Regions from separate parts of the Mus musculus genome. Here region 1 is linked to region 2. Evidence: chromatin contacts called from public HiChIP or PLAC-seq data. All regions are on one chromosome and are shown on one strand. The core of a region is the stretch at or near the end of the contact, and the rest is flanking DNA. Distances in the headings are between cores, read along the strand shown.

Evidence for each region. HiChIP or PLAC-seq counts read pairs in DNA pulled down with a chosen protein or histone mark.
Region 1: an H3K27ac HiChIP or PLAC-seq map of embryonic stem cells shows a contact between it and region 2, with 5 read pairs. The contact joins two enhancer-like sites. A contact is called at or near these places in 2 of 484 Hi-C or Micro-C datasets (embryonic stem cells and nephron progenitors) and 2 of 115 datasets of contacts at active chromatin or transcription factors (embryonic stem cells and pancreatic cancer cells).

The regions. Positions count from the first base shown.
Region 1 is chr2:30,923,991-30,931,438 of GRCm38.p6, forward strand. It overlaps a transcript of Ptges not described here and the pseudogene Gm13400. Among named protein-coding and RNA genes, the nearest start is that of Ptges, 24 kb to the left of the region's middle. Within about 2 kb of position 3,606, at least 92 of the 459 cell types and tissues checked have an H3K27ac peak or open chromatin away from gene starts, as enhancers often do. A contact at or near this core is called in embryonic stem cells, where this site is marked.
Region 2 is chr2:30,754,343-30,761,435 of GRCm38.p6, forward strand. No RefSeq gene overlaps it. Among named protein-coding and RNA genes, the nearest start is that of Gm39783, 14 kb to the right of the region's middle. Within about 2 kb of position 4,144, at least 173 of the 459 cell types and tissues checked have an H3K27ac peak or open chromatin away from gene starts, as enhancers often do. A contact at or near this core is called in embryonic stem cells, where this site is marked.

The DNA.
Region 1 (7,448 bases), core at 2,356-4,855, 170 kb after region 2:
GTCAAAAGAACCAGATCTTCCTGCTGCTCATCCCATTCCTAGACCCCAAATGCTCCGCGTCTTCTATAATGTTCACGTCTCCTTTCACTGTTCCGAAGACCACACGCTTGCCACCCCGCTGTCACTCAGTTTTGGCAGTACAGGTGAGAGCCCGGGAGCTATCTGTGTCTGTGCCAGCATTTGTCATGGACAAGATGCCAGGACCTGAATGCTTTAGTATGATGTTCTCAGTCTCAAAGTTCTCCCTGCAGATGGACCCGCTGCCAGTGCCATTATGATGTGTGACGCCACCACCCTGGCGCATGAATCCCGGAATAATCCTGTGGAAGAAGAAACCCTTATATCCAAATCCTTTCTCTCCAGTACTCGGTGTCTTAAGTACATGGTGGAGTTGATCACGGCTGCAACAAGCAGTGACAGGGGGCAGCAGCGCCTGCCAAATTCAGTTGGTTGATTTTTGAGATAGTTTTACAATGTAGGCTGGTTAACCTAGAATTTGCTATGTGGTCATGCTGTCCTTAAACTTACAGAGATCATCCACCTGCCTCTGCCTCTAGAATGTCAGGATTAAAGGTGTATCAAGCCTGGCTTAATAGCTGGTATTTAAGAAATTCGTTTTAACTGGCATTCATGGTGCCTTTAATCCCAGCACTTGGGAGGCAGAGGCAGGTGGATTTCTGAGTTCGAGGCCAGCCTGGTCTACAGAGTGAGTTCCAGGACAGCCAGGGCTACACAGAGAAACCCTGTCTTGAATATATATATATATGTGTGTGTGTGTGTGTGTGTGTATACATATATACATATACTACAGTGCATATACAGAAGTCAGAAGACAACTGTGGGAATATGTTCTCTCCTTCCACCATGTGGGTCCCAGAGATTGAATATGGTCATGAGCTTGGTGACAATCATCTTGACTCCCAGCACCCTTGCAGGCCTGTCTAGCTGATGTTTATAACTGTCTTCCCTGGGCCCTCAGTAAGGCACTTCAGCTGATGTTGGGCCTCAACCATGTGGGGTGACTACTAAGTGCCCTGGGTAATGACAGAGTAGTCATTTTCTTAATCTACACTTTGTGGCTATCATTACTGCATGTATGATCACGTCACAGCACACGTGCAGAGGCCAGAGGACCACTTTGTGGTTCATTTCTCCTCTTCCTCCTGTGAGTTCTGGGAATTGACTTCAGGCTGGCAAGGCAGGTACTGTTCTGGGCTGAGCCATCTCTCCAGCCTCTGCATGGTCTTTAGTCACAGGATGTAGACATAGCACGAGCTCTGCTAACTGGGGCTCCTGTACCAGATGCCTCCTTCTACTTCATTGAGAAACAGGGTCCACTTTCCTCATCCTGGAGAGACCAGAGTGCTCTGCTGCCCTGATTAGTCACCCCAGCTGGCACCATGACTCCCCTTGTCACCTGCTGACTCAGAAGTGTGTTAGCATCCAGTTCCACTGCCATACATTTCCCCTCTGGAGCTAAGACTTCTCTGGAGTTCAGAAAGAACACACAAGGCCAGCGTTTTGCCAGTAAATAGGTCACTGGGCCACAGAAGTCGGCCCTCCACCCAGGTCTGTCCCTTCACCCCGCACCGGTTGTATGTGTCAGGCTCTCTAGAGGAACAGACCTGCAGAATAATGCATATGACAAAGGGGCTTGATTAGATTGGCTTACATACGGACTGGGTTTTCCAACTGGGACTGAAGAAGCTCCGTCTGCGAGGCTGGTGCTGAAGGCCTGGGGGACTCCTGGCACAGTCCATTTGGGAAGATCGAATAAACGGGGTTCTGGCGTTAGCCAGAGAAAGTAGTGACAGAACACATTCCCTCAGCCACAAGTGTCCTGTGGAAGGAGGGCAGCTTTCCTCCAGACTGTTTATATCAGCGCTGAACTGGAGCAATCCTTCTAGAGCATGCTCCCACAGACCCACACAGAGGTGTGACTGTTGGTCGGACCCGGATCCAGTTGACACCGATGAACCATCACCAGGATGAGCTCTAACTCCTGCCCTGGAGTTAGTGAGCTGCATCTAGTGAGCCTTGTCTCAGCCCTGCTGGTGGGAGTTGCCATTGAGTCTTTAAGGTCATCTCCCTGTTTCAATGACGTCCATGAGCGGGGCCTTCTGGCTGTATGTCTCTTACTGTAAAGTAGCCTGGAACTTGTAGCAATCCTCCTGCCTCAGCTCCCTGAGTGTTGACATTCTTGACTATTTTACTTTTTTTTTTTTTTTTAACGTAAAGTCTGGAAACCTAGCGTGAGTTTCGTGCTCACGTATCTCCACTGGCTTCCTGGACTCACTCTGTTTTGGGTACTCAATGACCACGTCTGACTTGTGATGGCCATCATGGGCAGAGCAGGGCTCTGTAATGACAAACTGAGGCTCCTCAAATGCCCATCAGCAATAACTGTGCCAGCTGGAAGGTGTTTCCGTGTGAAACATTATTTTCCTCTGACTATACTATACATTAAATCGATATTTTTATTTACTTTATGGGGGAGGGGTGAGTGCCACAGCTGGAGTATGGAAGGCAGAGGACAGCTTGCAGGAATCAGTTCTCTCCTTCCAGCATGTGGGTCCCAGGGTCAAACTCAAGCTGTTGGGTTTGAGTTGGCTGAGAAGCAAGAAGGAGCCCATGTCGGATCCAACATCTAGTTCCTATATAGTGTGCCTCTCTGAGCCTCAGCTTCTGTCTATAAAACATGCATGAAAGTAGCTGGCCTCTCACTCTCGTGGGATGTTCCAGGCTCTGCAGGAGTTGTGAGTGTCCTAAGGGTTAGTTATTGTTGCTGTTGCTGTTGGTGTGTGTGTGTGTGTGTGTGTGTACATGTCTGTGCACATGCCTGGTGTGTACATGCACGCAGAGGCCAGGGGCTGAAGTTGAATTTTCCGTGCCTATATCTAGCTGAGTGTGTGCCACATGTGTGGGTGCTTGCTGGGGGTATACAGTCCACTGGAGCTGGAGGTACAGGCGGTCGTGACCCTCCGGCCAAACCCAGGGCCTGTGTAACAGCGGTAAAAGTGCTCTCGCCCATCAGCCACCACTCCAGCTCTTCCACGTTATTGTTTGAGACAAGGACTCTCACTGAGCCTGGAGCTCTCTGATTTGAGGCTGGCTGGCTGGAGCTCCGGGGATCCCCAGGCATCTGTCTGTCTTCCCCTTCTTAGTGCTGGGGTTCCAGCCACGCACCATCACACTGGTTTTACACACGGCCCCTGGGGATCTAATTCGGATCCTCAGGCCTGTGTGGCAAGCCCTTTACTCCACACTCTGCTGTTGCTATTTTAAGAACTGAGATTCAACTAGGCCATGTTCCTTCCTGAGGCTAAGCTCTTACACAGAGGATGAGCTTGTATCCAATCTAGCCAGCCACAGGGGGCCGGAAATGAGTCCCCCAACACTTACCTAGCATCAACAAACACTCAGCAGCCGCTGAGACACTCAGGAAGTTGGCTCATTTGCAAATGTCCCTACATTTCAAATCTTTAGCAGCAAGCCAGAGGAGGGAAATTTGGTGGTGGTGGTGGGGGGAGTTACACAACGCCTCACTCCCCAAGCTGGGTGAGGCTGGTGCCCTTCCCACAGGGTCATCCGGGGAACACACACAGTCAGAACTGATAGAGGCCAAAGGGCTGGGAACACATGTGTGATGCGCGTGATCACCCACAACAGTGCAGTAGTAGGGAAGAAGACAGAGAAGGCTTCAGAGCTCTCCCAAAACCTGGCTAACAGGCAGGCAGCCAAACCATATACTGGACAAGGCCCAGAACTCAGGCCTCTGCCATGTCCCTATGACACATCATTTCTTTTATATACCCAGATGGACATATGTTTCCCCAGACCAGCAGCCATGAGGAATTGTCCCTGTAAGGACTCATGCTCCTGTCACCGTGGTGCAGCTGATTGGACAGCAGAGAGCACCTGGTCACAGGTAGCAGTGGGTACCTATGGCAGCACCCAGTGCTCCTCTGAAGCCCTGATGGGAAGGTAGGCGGGATGGGCCCAAATAGACCACGAGGAACTAGAGCTGTGAGCAGCTGGTACAGAGACACGGCTCAGCGGGAAAGAGCACTGCCTTGCTTGCAGAGGACCTAAGTTCAGTTCCCTGAGCCCACATGATGACTCAAACATCCCCTAACTCCAGTCCCAGGGAAATCTGACACCCTCTTCTGGTCTCTGTGGGCACTTTATACATGATGTGCACGTTCAGACAAGTACGCACACACACACACACACACACACACACACACACACACACACACACACACACACAAATAAAAATAAATTTTAAATGGAAAGACATGAACTCACAAACGACTCTGGAAAACTGCTTTTAACGCTGACTGGCTCACCTGCCTGCAATACCGTGAATGCCCACTAGAGGTCTGCTTATCCTGGCGGTCTCATGGACTCTCTGCCCCAGCCATAGCAGAGCAGCTGTCAGCCTTCACAAACCAGAGAGGCTCAGACTCTTCCACCCCCGGGCTTGGAGACCATACTTTCTCTGGGTACCTTAGGGTTTTAAGACATTCTGTGTGTGTGGCTCCCCATCGCCTAACTCCACTCCACGGTGTCTCAAGACCCCACCCCTTCCCAGCCCAGTGTCTCAGTGACAACCAGATGAGCCCCTGGCTGCCAGCAGGCCTCTCATTGCACTTGGGACCAGGCTCTTCCTCAGATATGGTTCTGGCCACAGAAGCCACCACGGGCGATGTATGAACCATTGTAAGCCTGTTGGTAGCAGCAGAGAAAAGAGCCACTTTCTACACCAGAGAAGGGACCAACCAGACAGAGAGACTTGGATTAAAGGTGCGTACCACCAGGCTGGTTTCACTTTAAGGTTTTATTAGTTTGTTTTGTTTTTCAGGTAGAACTCCCCAGCTAGCCCTTGAACTTGCATTGTGGTCAAGGATGACCTTGAACCTCTGTCTCTCCCTCCCAAGTACTAGGGTTACAAGCATGCGACACTTTATGAGGTGCTGGGGTGAAACTCAGGGCTACAGATATGCTAGGCCAGCGCTCTATCCACTGAGCCACGCCCTAGCCCTACCCACACTCCGGAGATGAGGAAGCTGGAGTTTGGAGGAGGGGCATGACTCAGCCAATGACTGTGCTCCACACCAGCAAGACATGCTCTGGATAACATATGACTATGAAATCCCCCACAGAGCCAGGAAGATGGAGCTGTTGGTCAGCAAGGTATGTGTGCGACTCACCTGGTTTGCCTCCTTCCAGGGCCAGCTGGGAGCTCCCATTCACCCACCCAGAATGTCTGGCTCCCAATCTGGGCTCTCAAAACTACCTTAAAGGAGCAGGCACCCAAAAACATCCTTTGTCATCCACACTACCACCCCAAAGTACAACGGACAGCCAGGGACCCAGACACGAATGCTGGACAGCGCCAAGGCTTGCCTCAACGCCATCCTCAGGGACTTGGGGAATTGGGGAGCTCTGGGAACTAACTGCTTGGCCTTGCGTTTCCGAACTTCGTTTTATCCCAGAAGACAACTCTCTTCCTCCTGGCTGGAGGCGGTAGTTGAAGCGGGCCATTAACACTCCCCAGTTCCACCCGCAATGAGCATGCGTGTTTGAGAAGTAAAGCTAGCAGGCACCAACTGGAAAGCCGGGCAAGTCCTTGAGGGAACCAAAGAAATGAGAATCCCAGAGGAGCAGTCGCGGAAAGGCTGAGCTTCCAGCAGGGGGAGCACGGGGGCCTTTCCAAGATCGAGCTCACACACTCCCCACCCCACCTCCAGCCCTTGCTGGCCGCTTACCTTGTCCTCAGGTGTCTCTGCTGAGCTCATCCGTGATGACGTCACCACGTCACACTGGAGGCCTTGGCGGCGTGATATCCAAGGGGGCTTCGGGCTTTTCGCTGTCTCCTTCCTTTCTCTATGACTCAGGCCGGGAGACACAGGCTGGGGCAAGGCTGTCCATTCTTGCACAATCGCTGTCCTCATCCGAACCGCAGCCCTGTCGGGGGCCTCCCTAGGCTCTCAGCCACCTGAGGGTAGGATTTCAGACCTGGGCCCAGAGACAGACGTACTCCACTGTCTGGCTGAGGAGAGTGCGCTCCTCAGTTGCTCTGTCTGTGGCTTGCACACCTATGCTCCCTTGGGAGTCCTCTGTCCAGGTGTCCTGCTCCCCTGTCTCTCTGCCCCTCCCCGCCCCTCCCCTGTCTCCTCCTCCTAGTTTCTCTTTTCTAAACATAAAACTCATCTTCTAACCAAATTCGCACAGGCACTGATGGGACATGTGGTTTTTAATAGGAGATGGCCATGATTCAGAAAAGGTGGTGGCACACGCCTTTAATCCCAGCACTTGAGATCGGCAGGCGGATTTCTGAGTTCGAGGCCAGCCTGGTCTACAAAGTGAGTTCCAGGACAGCCAGGAAACCCTGTCTCGAAAAGAAAAAAAAAAAAAAAAGAAAAGAAAAAAGAAAAAGAAAGAAAGAAAAGAAAGGAAAGGAAAGCCTGAAACAGATCATCTATCCATTCATGCATCCACCTATCCATTCATACCCACCTGCCCACCCATCTATTCATTCACCTATCCATCCTTTCAAGTACCTCCCACCGACCCATCCATCTACCCATCCATCCATCATCCATCCACCCACCCATCCACCCACTCATCCACCCACTCATCCATCCATCCAGAGGTGGTAGAAGCAGTTTAAAACCGTGAGTTCACTAACCCATAACCCTAGCACTTCAGAGGTGAAAGCAGGAGGATCAAGACTTTGAGTCTAAGAACCTGGAGAATGGCCGGTGATTAAGAGCACTAACTGCTCTTCCAAAGGACCAGAGTTTAAAGTCAGCACCATGTTTTTTTCTTTTCTTTTTTTAAAATAATTTTTAAAGATTTATTTATTATTATATCTAAGTACACTGTAGCTGTCTTCAGATGCACCAGAAGAGGGTGTCAGATCTCATTACAGATGGTTGTGAGCCACCATGTGGTTGCTGGGATTTGAACTCAGGACCTTAAGAAGAGCAGTCGGTGCTCTTAACCACTGAGCCATCTCTCCAGCCCCCAAGTCAGCACCATGTAATTCACAGATACTCCAGCTCTGAGCTCCGCCCACTCTTGGCCAGTGAGTGCCCTGCATTCACCTGGCACACAGCAAAACACCCACAGTTATAAAATAAATACATCTTTTTTAAAAGTACAAAAGAGTTAGAGGCTGGGACCAGAGAGATGCTTCAGTAGTTAAGAACACCTGCTGCTCTTGCTTAGGACCAGGGTTTGATTCCCAGAGCCCCGCACGGCAGCTCACAATGGCCTGTAACTGCAGTTCCAGGGGAATCTGATGGCTCTTCCGGCCTCCTTGGGCTGCTGCCCATGTGTATTGCATATGAACGCATGCAACCACACACACACACACACACACACACACACACACACACACACATGAAAAAAAAGTACATACATAAGAATTTGAGCAGGGC
Region 2 (7,093 bases), core at 2,894-5,393:
CTCTTACCGCTCTTCTCTTCCCCGTTTGACAGCTGGGCACACTGGGGTTCGAGTATCACCAGCCTAAAGAGTCAAGCCAGGAAGCAGAAAAGTCTAGTTTAACCCAGTGGGGAGTTTAGTTCCCATCTCCTCACTGCAGTCTCTGCTCTATGCCCTGGGGCCCAGGCTCCACCTAGGACAGGGGCATCAGCCTGGTTCATCCCAAGCTCCTTTCAGGACCAAGAGTGAAGCCCAGAGCCTGTTAGCTCCTAGTTAGCACATCAAGTGTGTGTGTGTGTGTGTGTGTGTGTGTGTGTGTGTGTGTGTGTTCAGGAACAGCACAGAAACAGACACACAGTCTCTGAGACAGAGATTGAGGGAAGGGAAAAAGAGGTCGCGTCCCAGCTGGGATTGTGGGACTGGAGTCTACCACTTCACCACACCTCACTCAAAGGATTATACGGGGCCCAGAACAGACGGTCCAGGAACCTGGCTAAGAGAAGATTTGGGAGGGGAAAACCACAACTTAGGCCTTGTTGTCAGGACCCTGGCACCCAACCTCCTTAGGGATTGAGCGCACAGATGCAGGAGGGTAGGGGGTAGGGGACGGTGGAGCCTGCTTCACAAGTCAGAAGCTATCACTGGGCCACTACCTTAGGACTGGTCTGGTGAGGGGTCATTCTGGAAGCCCAGGTGTGCTTCTGCAACAGGGTCATCCAGCCTGGAGGGATTTTCCCTTCCCCAGACATCTCTGCTCTCTCCCGAGGGCCTCTGTGCCTCACTAACCTTTCCTAGGTTCTTCTCTGCCAGGAAGCCATTCTGATGCCCAGAATGTCCCCACCCCACCCTCCACCCATCCCCCATAGCCTGGCTGCAATGGGATGGATCACAGGGTCCCTGTGGCCTCCAGGGGCCACAGTTTCATTGCTCAAGACTTTGTGGATGTTTCGATTGCAAATGTGTGACAGAGCACCCCGTTGATGAGGTGCCAGTGTGTGGAACACAGGGCCTTCACCCTGCTCAGCAAATACTCTTACCAACCCAGCCAGATACCCAGGCCTCACTGTGCCGACCTGACTGGCCTAACAGACCTCAAGTTCCTTTGCTTTCCAAGCTGAAATGTTTGCTTGTTTCTTTCTTTGAGACCCGGTTTCTTTGTATAAGCCTGCATGTCCAAGAGCTCACTCTGTAGACCAGACTGGCCTGGAACTCACAGACATCTGCCTGCCGCTGCCTCCTAGGTGCCAGGATTAAAAGAGTGTGCTACCACCTCCTGGCTTGAGCCAGAATTTTAAAGGAGTATGCTATCATGTCTAACCTCTTTTTTCTAAAAAAAAAAAAAAAAAAAACCAGTCAGACAAGATCTTCCTAAATTGCCCAGGCTGACCCTGAACTCAGAGATCTGCTTTCTCCTCCAAAGCCACCAAAATCAGGCTTATAAGGATGTCCCACTTCCTGTACATGGGGGTGGCTCTGGAGGAAATCAGTCTCCAGAGGCTGCATGACAGACACCTGTAACCCCAGTAGTCTGGATTCGGAAGCTGGAGGACCGTGACCCTGAGACCAGTTTGAGCTACTTAACAAGACCATGCACGTCTCAGAAAACCGAAGACTGTGGCTGTAGGTCCAGGGTAGAGAACATTTGCCTAGCTCGCTAATCCCAGCACACTTACACACATTTTAAAACAGTAATAAGCCCTCACATTCAGGCTCCCTGGACTCTGTATGCATGATGTTCTCTAGTAAGAAGAAATCGGCAGGGTACTGGAAAGACTGCTCAGTGGTTAAGAACCAGCTGAGAACCCTAATTCTGTTCCCAGCACCTAGGTGGGACTCTGGCACAACTGCCTGCAACTCCAGTGCTGGAGATCTGGTGCCCTCTTCTGTCCTCTGTAGGTACTGCACACACACACACACACACACACACACACACACACACACACACACACACACGACTAAAAATTAAATATACATAAAAAGGATTTAGCAGGAAGATTAAGAGTCTTGTTAGCAGATGATCAAAGGTCAGGAAAGGGACAAGCTATGGTCCCCCCCCCCATTTCTGTTATTTAGCACTCTTCCATAGTGCCTGCAGTCCCCATGGTAGCACTGGCCAAATTCTAGGCTATGAGCTACCAAACCAGCCTTCCCTGGCCACTCAGAGTCCCCAGGTGACCGCATTGTTCCTGACAGCTCTTGAATGTGCCAAAAATGTGGCTGACTCAACCACACCCCAGAACTCCAAGCCTGACACAAGACAAACGCAGTAACCTGAGGGAACCCAGGCACATGGGACTCCTGACTCACAGTGTCTGGACTCTGCTGCACAGTTAGGGTGGGATCTGACAAGTATGCACAGTGGGGGTTCTGGGCGCAGTCCTGGCAGAGGGCTTGCCATTGAATTCTCAGATTCTGTCCCCAGCCTTGCACAAAACGGGCATGGTGGCATGCACCTTACGCCCGGCAGCCACAAGCCACAAGGTGCAGGGGACATCTCTTGGTTAGGAACGTGTTTGCCTGGGACACATAAGGACCATGGAAAATCCAGGTGGCACGACATCTGTAATTCCAGGGCTGAGAAGGCAGAGAGAGGAGAAGCCCCCAGAGCTCACTGACTTGCCAGCCTTGCCAACTGGGCTCTAGGTTCAATGAATTCCCCAGTCTCAAAAAATAAGTTGGGGGCTAAGAAGATGGCTTGGAGGGTAAAGTGCTTGGGGACAAGCATAAGTCTCTGAACCTGGGTCTCAGAACCCGTATAAGAACCGGCACAGCCGTACATGCGCCTGGAATCCCAGCACAAGCTTTCTGTTAGCCAACCTTAATCCGTTATGCAGAGGTGATTGACAAGAGAGACCACACCCCAAGCAAGATGGAAGGCGATGAAACCCGAGGTTTCCCTCTGACCTCCACACACCCTGTGGCATGTGAGGGCCTGCACTCATACACACAAACACTATGTTCCCTTCCACTATGTAGCAAGTTTAAAGCAGTCTAGGATCCATGAGTTTCTGTCCCAAAATAACCAACAAACTTGACCGCAAAGCTAATGGTAGGGGAGCCAGCTAGAGGGAGAGACCTTTGGGGAATGTCCTAGAAGGGGCAGCCTTACCTTGGATCCCACAAACCTGATTCTTAGCTTGAAGGCCAAGCCTAGGTGTGTCCCTGCCCCCAGACATTCAGTCTCAAGTTCCCATTGCCTAAGGCAGTGGTCCCCTGCGTTGAGACTTGTATTTGTGAAGCAGATGGAGGTTGAGCAGGCGTAAAGTTCAAGGCTGGTCCTGTCCCAACCCCTACTAGTTCAGAGGGCTCTTGTGAGCTGGGACTTGAACCCAGAGTCTTGGTTTTTTTGTTTTGTAGTTAATATTTATTTGCTTTCTGATCTGTGTATCAGGTCTATGGCTGGTATCTGAGAAGATCAGAAGAGACTGTCAGATGCCCTGGAACTGGAATTGCAGATCCTGTGAGCCACTGTGTGGGTGCTGGGAATTGAATGTGGAATCCATGGTCTTGTGTCCATTAATTATGTCTTTACTTCAGCACTACTACACTGAGTCCCTGCCTCGCTGACCCAGAACACAGCACCGTTAGCCAGCCATTGCCAGGAGACAAGAAGAGTCTGAATCTCCCGTGTTCCCCCTCTCCTTGGACTGCACTTAGTGCATACTGGGTAAGCTTGGTTTCCAGGCCCTGGGGGGTTTGGAGAGAGACTGTACTCCTAGTCCAGCAGGGTTCCCCAAGTATACATGCACACATACATGTTTGCTTGGCCACTTGTCGGGGAAGCACAGGGAAAGGACAGGACAGCACACGCCGAGTACTACCAATGCTAGAGATGGGAAGGGTAGAAGTAGGAGGATCAGAAGTTCAAGGTCACCTTCACAATGATCAAGTTGGAGGCCAGCCTGGGCTACATGAGATGCCATCTCAAAAAGTAAAGCATGGTTTGGGCTGTGCAGGAAAAAAATCAGTCCAACCCACCCCCTTCCTGCAAATTCCTGACCAGGTTTGGCTAGGCAGAGATCAGATCCACAGCAGTAGCAGCAGTTTCAGACTCTGGGGGTCAGGGGAATCCCAGACGGTGTTATCTGCAAAGTGGTGTGTGTCTCCTCCAGAAGCCTAAGCAAGCATTGGCCGTTGTCCGGTAGGGGGTGGGAATTGGACCGGAGCCAGAAGCAGGAACCAGACTTTCCGCTGGGCAGGGCTCCGCAGCTGGGCTGTAACTAGAGTCTCCTGGGTTTCTCAGGGGCAGGACCCCCTCAGGTCTGGAATGCAGCCTGGGCCCAGGGAAGGCTAACAAATGGTGAAGGCTTTGAAATCTCAGCTCCGCCCTCTCTCGGGGTTGAACAAACAGCCCCTCCTCCCACCTCTGTTGGAAGCGCCCAACCCTAGGCTGCCACTCAAGTTTCTCCTCGTCCTCAGGCTGGGGTTACAGCTGCCCCATTCTGCGGGCCTCTGTGGTCCCAGGACTGTGGGGAGAGAGAAGCAGAAAGACTCAGGTCCCCTCTCCCTGCCTTCTCGGGGTTCTGACCCGAGCTAGATTCTAACCCTGGCTCACTAGGAAGGGCCAGATTCAGCAGGGAGAAACGGGAGAAGTGGCAGGAGCTCCCTCACCCCCATAAGGAATGTCCAGCGTAGAATTCTATTCTCAAGCGCCAGGAGCTGGACTGGCCAGAGAACGTTTGTTTGCATTTCAGCAAAAACCTCCTTTGTCTAATGTTGTCTAGCAGTTCCCAGGAGTTGAGGTGGAGGGAGGAAGGTGTGGCCCTGAAACTAAGGTGCCACACCCCACACCCACCACACCGTGTAGAAAGCACTGGGGGCTCAGGCTTCATCAGCTTCTTATACGCAGGGTTCCAGCTGAAGAGCTTTTCCCAGAGACCTTGATTCTGAGAGAGGTGCGCACACAAGGCCTGCCCCAGCTCCAAGGTCAGGGAATTGAACCCTAGAGTGTTCTTTAAAAGTGCCCTGCCCACTTTCCAAGGAAGCCCTTTCTTCATTCCTAAACCCACCTTGGAGTCCCGCTCTCAAAGAGCCCTTGCTTGCCTAGATTCAGTCCATAACTCTGTAGTCTCCTGCCCGTGTGCTCCCAAGACCTCACCTCATTCCAACCCTTTCTCTTCATCTCCACCCCATCCTCAGCGACATGGGTGCCAGGACAAGCCTCCAGCTCTCCCTAGCTCTCTTAGTCCTTCCTGGGCTCCCAGCCCACACTTCATGGCTTGCCTCTTTGGCCCCTTCTGAACAACCATGTTCACAAACATGGTGCAGGAGCAGACTACTGGAGGTTCAGGGAGACCGGTGACACTGGAGACCAACCCTGATGTGGATGGAGGCTGGCTTGCTGCCACCAACCCTAGAGGGACAGAGTGTGCCATGGGCAATGGGCTGAGCGAGTTGGGGTAGGGTCTGCAGGTCTTTGCCACCTCTCCAGGCCAAGTCACCAACTAGTCCCATATACCCTCTGCTGCAGACAGAGCGTTCTGGATGGTCCCTAAATTGTTAAATCCTCCAGCCAGGCCACCAGGCCTCAAGGGCCCTGCCCATTGCTAGACAGAGTGGCATTGTGTGTTTGTGTGTTTGTGTGTTTGTGCACACGCGTGAGGATGAATAACAGCCTCTCCTTCATGTGTAGGGTTCCTCTCTTGCCAGTCCTTCTGCCTTCCCAGGAAGAATTTCCCCCAGCTTTCCACAGGCCATTAACTCAGTGCCCTGACTTGAGGAGTTAATGAGTAATTCGGCTGGACAGGGTCTGACCTCAGACTGACCTTGGGTCCCCTGCATCCCTGCAGCTTGCTTTCCTGGTAGAGTATGTGACAGTTTTGGGGTGAGCCCAATAGTGGGCTCTGAGTTTTGAGCACCCTGCCCCCAGTCACCCTATTCCTGAGCCTCAGTTTCCCAACAGTCTTAGGCAGGTGTCCACTTGTAATCAAGAGACAGTTGAACCCATGAGGACCCTGTAAGTAGCCTCTTTGTCATGTAAAACCGGGCTGGAGCAGTGGCTGTGTCTGGCAGTCCTGGAGGAGGGCGGGTGGCCTGACCCCTGGCTTCCTCTGCTGGGCCTCACCTCCTTGCTGACACTGAAGAAGCAAAAGAATTGAGAAATCTGGGGCAGCTGTGTGAATGCACACTGCTGAGGAGGAGCAGCCCCTGGTAACTTGGCAAGCTGGTAGCTCGCTCGCTCGCTCAGCCGAATGGGCTGAATGAGTGGGCCAGAGCCTGAGCGTGAGCCGGAGCCCAGGGTGCCCATGGGTATCACCCAGCCAGAGGTAAAAGGGCCTGGATGTCTGGGAGGTGGGAGAAAGGTTAGTAGATTCAAGAGGCCAATGCCTCACTTTGGGCCAAAAAGAAATACATGGTGTGGTGGGGTTGCATTTTTTTAATTAATTAAATTATTTATTTAGTGTCTATGTGAGCCAGCCTGTTGTGTGAGTGTGTGTACGCATTCACGTGGATACTCATGCAAGTCCGTGCCCACTTGTTATAGAGGTCAGAGGTCAAGGTCAGATGTCTTCATCAATCACTCGTCATGAGGAACTCCTTAACCAAACCTCAGCCAGCTAGCTAGACAACAACTCACAGGAGTCGGTCCTTTCCTTCACCGTGTGAATTGTGAGGATAAACCCAGGTTACCAGACTTGGCAGCACACATATTTACCAACTGAGTCACCTTGTGGGCTTGATGCAGTTGTTTTTTAAAGACCAAAATAAGAACCATTAGAGAGGGTTGGAACACAGTGCTCACTGGAGCTTGTGAATAGCACCTCACACCAGCAAGTGGACAGAGCTGCTGCTCTCTAGCCACCGGGCAGGGGTGGCTTCTGAGGTGTTCAAGACCTAGTCCTAACTGAGTACCACTGCACCTCCTGTCTGATAAGTCACAAAACAAGACTCGAAAGGAGGCTAGTTTCCAGGGAACTGTCTTGCAGAACAGTGGTGAAGGTTTACATAGACACAAAAATATCCAAAATTTGCAGTATCTGACATATGATTAAAAAAATTGACACTCATAACTGTGTTTATATACAGCCATAATCCCAGCAGAGAGACAGGAGGAGCCTGACTTTGAGGCCAACCTATAGTGAATAGCAGGATAAAACAACAACAACAACAATAA